Regions from separate parts of the Cricetulus griseus genome. Here region 1 is linked to region 2. The links are chromatin contacts, called in public Hi-C maps. All regions are on one chromosome and are shown on one strand. The core of a region is the stretch at or near the end of the contact, and the rest is flanking DNA. Distances in the headings are between cores, read along the strand shown.

The links. Hi-C and Micro-C count contacts between places; a contact is called where the count stands out from the background.
Region 1: a contact with region 2 is called in a Hi-C map of the CHO-K1 cell line, with 6 times the contacts expected there. The contact joins the promoter of Snx18 here to the enhancer-like site in region 2. A contact is called at or near these places in 4 of 8 Hi-C or Micro-C datasets (the CHO-K1 cell line, fibroblasts and liver).

Annotation. Positions count from the first base shown.
Region 1 is chr2:331,444,327-331,448,784 of CriGri-PICRH-1.0, reverse strand. Snx18 (sorting nexin-18) reads left to right here and starts at 2,576. Exons shown (of 2, transcript XM_027401442.2): 1 at 2,576-4,333. The coding sequence starts at 2,737.
Region 2 is chr2:331,179,389-331,183,774 of CriGri-PICRH-1.0, reverse strand. All of the region lies in intron 10 of LOC113834187 (chondroitin sulfate proteoglycan 4), which reads right to left. Among named protein-coding and RNA genes, the nearest start is that of Esm1, 110 kb to the right of the region's middle. Within about 2 kb of position 2,419, at least 1 of the 6 cell types and tissues checked has open chromatin away from gene starts, as enhancers often do.

The DNA.
Region 1 (4,458 bases), core at 1,327-3,826, 260 kb before region 2:
CATTCTAATGAGATAAGTGTGTTTGTTCGTTTTTAAATAAGAATTACATCTTGGATGAATGTTTGCTACTGGAAGGAACATCATCTTCAATGATGTCAATCAATGAGTTGATTGACATTTGTTTCTATAATCATCAATTCTTCTGAATGTCATATATAGTGCAAAAATGGCACAAGTGTATTTAAGGTCATTTCACAAGTTGCTAGCAGCTCTATCCTAATCCCAAGTCAAATTCATTTAACGAATGTGTATTAACTTAAGTCAGAATTTTAAACAGCAGTAGTAAAATCACTGGAACAGAGTCTAAAGGGAATCTGACACATACATGGTGAGGAAGGTCGGCATGAAACAATTCTCTATTATGGTCCTATTAGATCAAAGAACTTTATATGCACACTAAAATCACCACTGCTCACAATACGAAATGGTCTTAAATCACAGCTAGGACACATGGGCAGTATTCACTGGCATTGCATGTCTGATGGCAGGCAGGCAACCTGCAAAGTGGGCTAGTAGTGTCTTCAAACCAAGGCTGCAGTGAAGTTGAACATGCGACATAGTTGAGTGCTGCTAGAAGCATTTCAGATCCATTATGTATTTGATTCTGAATTAATTATTTCTGTTTGTTGCCTGTCCAGGAAATTTTTACTGTCGCTAATTTTTTTCATGACCCCACATTCAGTTATGTGGCCTCTGTACGGGGTTTTAACCTGCAGTGTAAGAAACTGTCTTCTAGACATATGTTTTATAAATGCATTGTTCTATTCACTCCCTGGGTGAATGATTATAAATTATTAATTAAGTATAATTCCTCCATATCCATGGCCTGCTAGGGGTAGAGTATTCCCTACCATTCTGACCACAGGGCAAAACGCCATGACAGTTTGTTAGCATCTCTCCCAAACCCTTATGACTAAAAAGCATAAAGTCCTTAACCTGGCTCTCACATGCTGAGCTCTCACAGATGTGTGTGCCATTGGGCTATCAATAGACTCAACACCCTGGAGGTCTTTAGCTATTGCTTCCACAGTTGGTTCAACCTGAGATAAGCCCGAAGCTAAGGCAACTAACTCTTGAATCTAAAGTTTACTGACTCCACTGTGTTCTGTCTGGAACATTGCAGATGAACATCTCTCGAGTTCCTACATGATATAAGCTGCTTAGTTAGTGTCTTCATGTTTCTGATCATTCCAAGTGATAAAATAGAATCCCAGTGATTGCTGCATGAGAACTGTCACATACCGAAAAGGCTGCACTTCAGAATTACCTTCTGAGTTAAGGTTATGCATTAGGAGGCACAGTGGGAATCTGGTGTGCTGGTTAGGGGCTTACAACAGGAAGCTTAGATTACCACAGTCCTTAGGATAATGGACAATTCTGATCAGATACCCAGATTGTCATAGAAAGGGTCAGATTACAGGTTGAGATGAATGACTTGTGATTGGAGGCCTCCAGTTAGGGTTTCCTTCAAAGGATGGGGCTAGACTCAGTAAGGGCAGTATGAGAAAGTAAGCCTTGCGCAAATTATATATCGAAGGAAAAAGATAAAACAAGGCAACTCTCAGAGACTGGGGTTGATTAAAATCTTAGGAAGTGAGCTTGGGTCTACTTAACTATAAATTTATTGAGGAGAAGAGTGATCAGTATCCTCGGAGGAAATGTAAAGGTGTGAACATGAGGATCTTTCCTATTGTGTATCACACCTGTAACTGCAATTTTAGGACCCTTAATCTCTTTCGGAAAGAGGTCAGAAATTGTGCTTCCCTAGATAACACTAACTGCAAAGCAAACAACTGGACTGAGCTTACCGCATACATCATTTCCTTCACCTGTAAGATAAGATTGTCACTGAATCCACACAACTCTAGGAGTTAAGTGCAATGCAAGTAACTCGCTCAAGGTCATCGAGCTAGTAATGTCAGAACAGGGAATAACACCTGCAGCGTAGCTCCGAAGCTGAGCTCTCATTTGCGCACATGTCGAGTGCCAGCTCTCTGCACACTTGCTGGAAACTTTTCAGCTCCTCTCTCCCTGCACCACGCTTGCCCCTTGTCAAACAACGACCTTCCCGTCTCCTCTCCTTGCCAACAAGATCAGAGGGTACAGGAAGGAAAGGAGCTGTACCTCCAGTGAACACACCCCTGGCAAGGACATCCTTATCAGTGCAAAAGCTAATCTTCATTGTGAAAGTCTTTATTACACACGTGGGACTAAGCCATTTTAGGAACATTCTGTCCGAACCGTCAGAGAGGGAACGGCTATCGTGGATACAAACACTCACTTTCCAAGAGATGTTTTTTGACTAGAAAAACGAAACAACTTCAGAGAATTCACTTCTGAAAAGAAAACAAAAACAAATCCATTCGCCGCGTGGTCCACCCAAGCGCGCCCCTTTTCCACACCCGCCACGAGGGGGCAGCCGCGGCCGCGGAGTCGGCGCCGTCCTCGGCGCAGAGCTGCTCGGCTATCTCTTGCTTTTGTCTGGCACGAGGCTCTCGGCAATGGATTAGCTCCGCTGGGGACGTGGGAGGCCCGGGCCCCGCCCCCAGCCGCCGGCGGCGGCCCTGAGCAAGCCGCAGTCCTGGCTGCAAGCAGAGCGGATCGGCGCGGAGGGCGCGAGCGGAGAGGGGAGCGGACCGTGCACTGGCCTCAGAGCTCCCCTGGGCGCACAGGGGCGCGGGTACTGACCGCGGGGCCTTCGGGCCGGCCCGAGCTCGGGGCTCCGGGCTCGGGACCATGGCGCTGCGCGCCCGGGCACTCTATGACTTCAGGTCGGAGAACCCGGGAGAAATTTCCCTGCGGGAGCACGAGGTGCTGAGCCTGTGCAGCGAGCAGGACATCGAGGGCTGGCTCGAAGGGGTCAACAGCCGAGGCGATCGTGGCCTCTTCCCGGCTTCGTACGTGCAGGTGATCCGCGCGCCCGAGCCCGGCCCCCCTGCGGACGGCGGCCCTGGAGTGCCGGCCCGCTATGCCAACGTGCCGCCCGGTGGCTTCGAACCTCTGCCTGCCGCTCCGCCCGCCGCCTTCCAGCCGCTGCTGCAGCCGCAGGCGTCGCCGGGGTCCTTCCAGCCATCGGGCACCAGCTTCTCGTACGGCGGGGGCGCTCTGCAGCCGTCGCCGCAGCAGCTTTACGGCGGCTACCAGGCCAGCCAGGGCAGCGACGATGACTGGGACGACGAGTGGGACGACAGCTCCACGGTGGCCGACGAGCCGGGCGCACTGGGCAGCGGCGCGTACCCGGACCTCGACGGCTCGTCGTCGGCTGGCGGCGGCATGGCTGGTCGCTACCGCCTGTCCACACGCTCTGACCTGTCGCTGGGCTCACGCGGCGCTTCGGCGCCTCCGCAGCAGCATCAAGGGTCTGGAGCCAAGAGCTCAGCCACGGTGAGCCGTAACCTCAATCGTTTCTCCACCTTCGTCAAGTCGGGCGGGGAGGCCTTCGTGCTGGGCGAGGCATCGGGCTTCGTGAAGGATGGGGACAAGCTGTGCGTGGTGCTGGGGCCCTATGGCCCTGAGTGGCAGGAGAACCCCTACCCTTTCCAGTGCACCATCGACGACCCCACCAAGCAGACCAAGTTCAAGGGCATGAAGAGCTACATCTCTTACAAGCTGGTGCCCACGCACACCCAGGTGCCCGTGCACAGGCGCTATAAGCACTTTGACTGGCTGTACGCGCGCCTGGCCGAGAAGTTCCCGGTCATCTCGGTGCCCCACCTACCTGAGAAGCAGGCCACCGGGCGCTTCGAGGAGGACTTCATCTCCAAGCGCAGGAAGGGTTTGATCTGGTGGATGAATCACATGGCCAGCCACCCGGTGCTGGCACAGTGTGATGTCTTCCAGCATTTTCTGACCTGCCCCAGCAGCACGGACGAGAAGGCCTGGAAACAGGGTAAGCGAAAGGCTGAGAAGGATGAGATGGTGGGTGCCAACTTCTTCCTCACTCTGAGCACACCCCCTGCCGCCGCCCTGGATCTGCAGGAGGTGGAGAGCAAGATCGATGGCTTCAAGTCCTTCACCAAAAAGATGGACGACAGCGCGTTGCAGCTCAACCACACTGCCAACGAATTTGCGCGCAAGCAGGTGACTGGCTTCAAGAAGGAGTATCAGAAGGTGGGCCAGTCCTTCCGAGGCCTCAGCCAAGCCTTTGAACTGGATCAGCAGGCCTTCTCAGTGGGTCTGAACCAGGCCATCGCCTTCACCGGAGATGCCTACGATGCCATCGGCGAACTCTTCGCTGAACAGCCCAGGCAGGACCTGGACCCAGTCATGGACCTGTTAGCACTGTATCAGGGGCACCTGGCCAACTTCCCAGACATCATCCATGTTCAGAAAGGTAAAGCCTGGCCTATAGAGCTGGTGGCGTGGGATATTTTGTTCAGGATGAAAGCAATGACTGTGATTGGCCTACCACTCACTGGTTTCAGGTTCTGGTTCATTCTCCGTGTCTGGGGACCCCTA
Region 2 (4,386 bases), core at 1,170-3,669:
TATTTTAATTTAGTGCATATGCTTTCCATATTCACTTCCCAAGGTGTTGACAGACCTGACGATTCTTTAATATTATTGGCAAATGATTCAGGGAACTCCCTGCAATATGACCAGGACACTTAGCCTCTCCATGTTAATCTGCCATTGTTACTAGACAGTCTAGTGGGAAAGACAGGAATATTTTGAAAACAAAAATAATTTGGGGGCAGGAAATAATAGCAAATCTTAGATTCTATGAAACTGCCTAGACAGGCTTTTTAAGTTAATAAGGCCAATCCTGACCACTTCTTGGCTCCTTTTCTAGTTGAAATTAAATTGAGATTGATAGCAGATATTATTATTGTGCTTTAGAACTTCAATACACAAAACTACACTGTTCTAAAACCCTTAGCCAACTTCATCAACTCTCTCTCTCTCTCTCTCTCTCGTCTCTCTCTCTCTCTCTCTCTCTGTGTGTGTGTGTGTGTGTGTGTGTGTGTGTGTGTGTGTGTGTGTGTGTGCTTTCCTTGGGACATTTAAATTCTTGTCATTCATTCGTTTTCTTCCTTTGTGACCATGACTTTGGATGACCACAGCAGTCATAAAGTGAGTCGGCCAGGTCTGAAAGAAGATAACTACTGTTCACCATCCCAACCTACTTTCTAGCCTAGAAGGGCAAATCCATATGGAGGGGCAATGAGCAGGTGGGGTTAACTTGGCTGGCAGAACTGAAATGATGAAGACTTCAAAGCTGAGGACAGCAAGCAGGCTTCCCTGCCTGGAAGACAGAAGACTCTTAATGTAGTAAAACATCCTGACAGTATTTGGAGAGTAGGGTGTGGGTTGTTATAGGTGGTAGCAACTTTGTCATAACCCTATGGTATCAGTTTCTAGGAGCTGAGGATTTAGATGAACCACTAGAACTTGACTCAGCTCATAAAATATCAAGTTTCAGTACTAGATGATGACTCAGTCAGTAAAGTGCAGGCAATCCCCAAAACCCATGTAAAAAGTCAGGTCTATCTTGCATGTGCCCATAATCCTAGCACTGGGGGTGAGGATGGGAGAATCCCTAGTGCTTATAGGCCAGTCAGCCAGGCTAGCCAAACTATGAGTTTCTGTCCAGTGAAAGACTATCTTTAAAAAATGAGGTGGAAACTTGGTTGAAGAAGATACCCAGTGTTGACCTATATTCTCCATATACATGTGCACATCCAACAAACACACACACACACACACACACACACACACACACACACACACACACACACGCGCATAAACATATATGCACAAAGGTCATGTTTCACCAGAAACATGGAGAAGCATTGCTCATCTATAAAAAAATATCTGGCTTTGCTAGTTTCATAGCTTGCAATGCCTTTCAATTGCCTAAAGTAATTAATACATTTTACACACCAACCTACTGTGCGAGAGTACGTGTGTGTGTGTGTGTGTGTGTGTGTGTGTGTGTGTGTGTGTGTGTGTGTGTTAGACACAAGGTATTTTGGTATTGCATATTCTATTTCATTTAACATATTATTAAAATACTTATTTGGAACCACAGGACCTGTAACCTCCAGATCATTCCCATTATGTGGTGTGATTCTGAGCTCAGACTACCCAGGCTCAAATCCCACTTTTACTTACTGTAAGGTATTTGTCAAGTGACTTCACCTTTCACTGCCTCAAATATTTATTATAAAACTCATTTGATTCCAAGGATTATTGAAAAAGTTAAATGAGAAATTATTTATCTAGTTAAGTGATACATTTATAGCTGAGCATGGCTCGTAAAGGAAGGAGGAGCTTGCAAATGTCAGCTGCTTCCTAGTATTATCTCTAGAAACCAAAAGAACAAAATTGCATCATACTGAGGGTTCCTATGCTCCGAAATCAACTCTCTTTGTGGAGCTGATTTCATTCTCTTTCTCCCACCATCTATTCCTGCCACTCCAAGTTTTTTCACAGCAGGCTTCCTTCAGACTGATCACCTTTGTTCTAGAATACTCCTTGACTAAGAAGACTCCTCCCTCTAATATGCATACAAACAAATCATGTAACAACCCCATGCCTATGTTCAGAGGAGTTCATAGGAGTGAACAGAAGATTCTTCTCCTTGGAGAGATCCACCTGTGGCCTGGCCCTAGGTTGGCACCTGAGACTGTTAGCCAGTTCTCTATACTGGCTTAAAATGTTCCCTGAACAATAATGGGCTCACGATGTCTAAACTGTGTGTGCACTGTGGTGTGTGGTGGACCCCTCCTTTTCTCCTGGGGGTCTGGGATTTAGGATCATACCAGACAGAAGGCACATGCCTACCTAATCAGTCCCAGAAAATATCTTGGCCGCTTGGTAACTAACAAGCTTTGTGGTAGAAGCCACTTTACATGTGTTGTCACAACTCACTGGGCCAATTGACTGTGTCCCTCCCGTGTGACTTCACTGGAAAAGCACTTAGAGAGCTGACCTAGTTTCCTCTGGACTCCACCCCGTGAGCTGCTTCCCTTTGCTGATTTTGCTTCATTTGTTTCCATGAAATAAATCTTAGTCACAGCATGCCAAGTCCTGGATGCCTCTGCCAATCCCACCTAGGGGAGGCCTTGGTTCCCCAAACACACATGCTCCCTTAGAAAGGTGCTATCCTGGGAGAGATCTTCCCTCCACAATTTCAGTGTTCTCTGACCAGAATCATCCTTCATGGTGGAGAGAGCATCCAGAACAGAGACACTTGGCTTCAAGGTCACTCCTTCCTTTATGACTACACTATGCTTTAATGCCTTTGGCAGTGCCTTGGGAGGACTATGAAAACAATACCAGTTACAGAAGGGACCAGGACTCAGTGAACATTCAATAGATGTAAATTTTTATAGCAGTGTTTAACCATCGTTGACAGCTATAGCGTCTTCCAGTAGCTAATGGGTCACTTGTCAGATGACTCTGCAAGCAACCTCTGTGGGAACTGCTACAGGAGAGCCTGTGTGGGGGAGATAGACAATTGTGACTGAAAATGGGAGGTTCAGATGTGTGCTAGCCAGTACATAGCATTCAAGGAGAACGGGGTAAAGACTGCAAAGAAAACTCACACTAACATGTCCCAAAGACACAAGTACCTTCCTCATGAGATGCAGAGGCTAAATAACTCACCAAGCCACAAGATAACTGAAGCACTACAGGTCGTATTCCTATGTCCCATTGCCTTAAACAAATAATACCAAATACTGAAACTCCAGCCGTTTTTTTAACAATTCGAGAGGCCTGCTACCTACATTAGCCCCTGTTGGGCCCCTGGCCTGTTTACATGTGGATTAATAGGTCCTGGAATGCTTCATAAATTGAGGTCAGGGTTTACTGCTTCAGATTTCACTTTTATTCCTTTCTTCCTGTTCCTCCCTGTCACCCATCTGGCCACCACTGTCAACAAAGGGCCTTTGCTGCTTGGTCAATGGTCAGTCATAAATGGTGATGTGCTGTGCCATTCTGTGGCATGATGGGCCACACACTTGCTACTTAGAAAATAAGAGAAAGTACTTGGCTGGCATGAGCAAAGCCCTGGGAACCCCAACACCATTTAGACAGCAAATAACAACAACAACACCCTTTAAGTTAAAAAAAAAAGTTGATGTTTAAAATCCTACCTCAAAAAAAGCACACGGAACAAAGCATGAGGAGATTGTTAGAATTGAAGTCAATTAATTCACAGCCAACCCCTAATCAGGAACCTCATTTCCCCCTGAGTTTTAGTTTCCTAACTGAAAAGGAATGACAAATTTTTTAAATGACAGAATGTATCAAAAATGTACAAAGTAATATATATCCAAGCATGTATACACACATACATAAGTAGTATTATACTGCTGAATATACAATCCATAAATACACATTTTTGTTTTTATTTGACATTTACAAATTGAATATTTCCTTTCTCCGTTGAATCCAGTTTGTGTTGCTCAGCTATTTTAGGGGCTGGGGCCTGCCCTAGGGTGTGGTCAGCCTATCAGGGGGCATATCATTAAAAGAAACTGACTGTCCTTCTCCCAGTAGCTATCAAATGTCAATAGCTCTTCAGCTAAGCATGGGATTACAAGTCTATGTTGGGATTTTGTTTGGCCAGAGCTTTCAAAAGCTTGTGCAAGCTGTCACAATTGCTGTGGGTTCATATGTGCATCTGTCCTGCCATGTCTGGAAAACACTGTTTCCTTCATTTTACCAATCTTGCCATTCCCTCTTATAAAAAGATGGGATGCATGGTGGTTTGAATGAAAGTGGCCCCATAAGCTCATAAGGAGTGGCACTATTTGGAGGAGTGGCCTTGTTGGAGTTGATGTGGCCTTGTTGGAGGAAGTGTCTCACTAGGGATAGGCTATGAGGTTTCAGAAATTCAGCCAGGCCCAGTGTCTTATTCTCTCT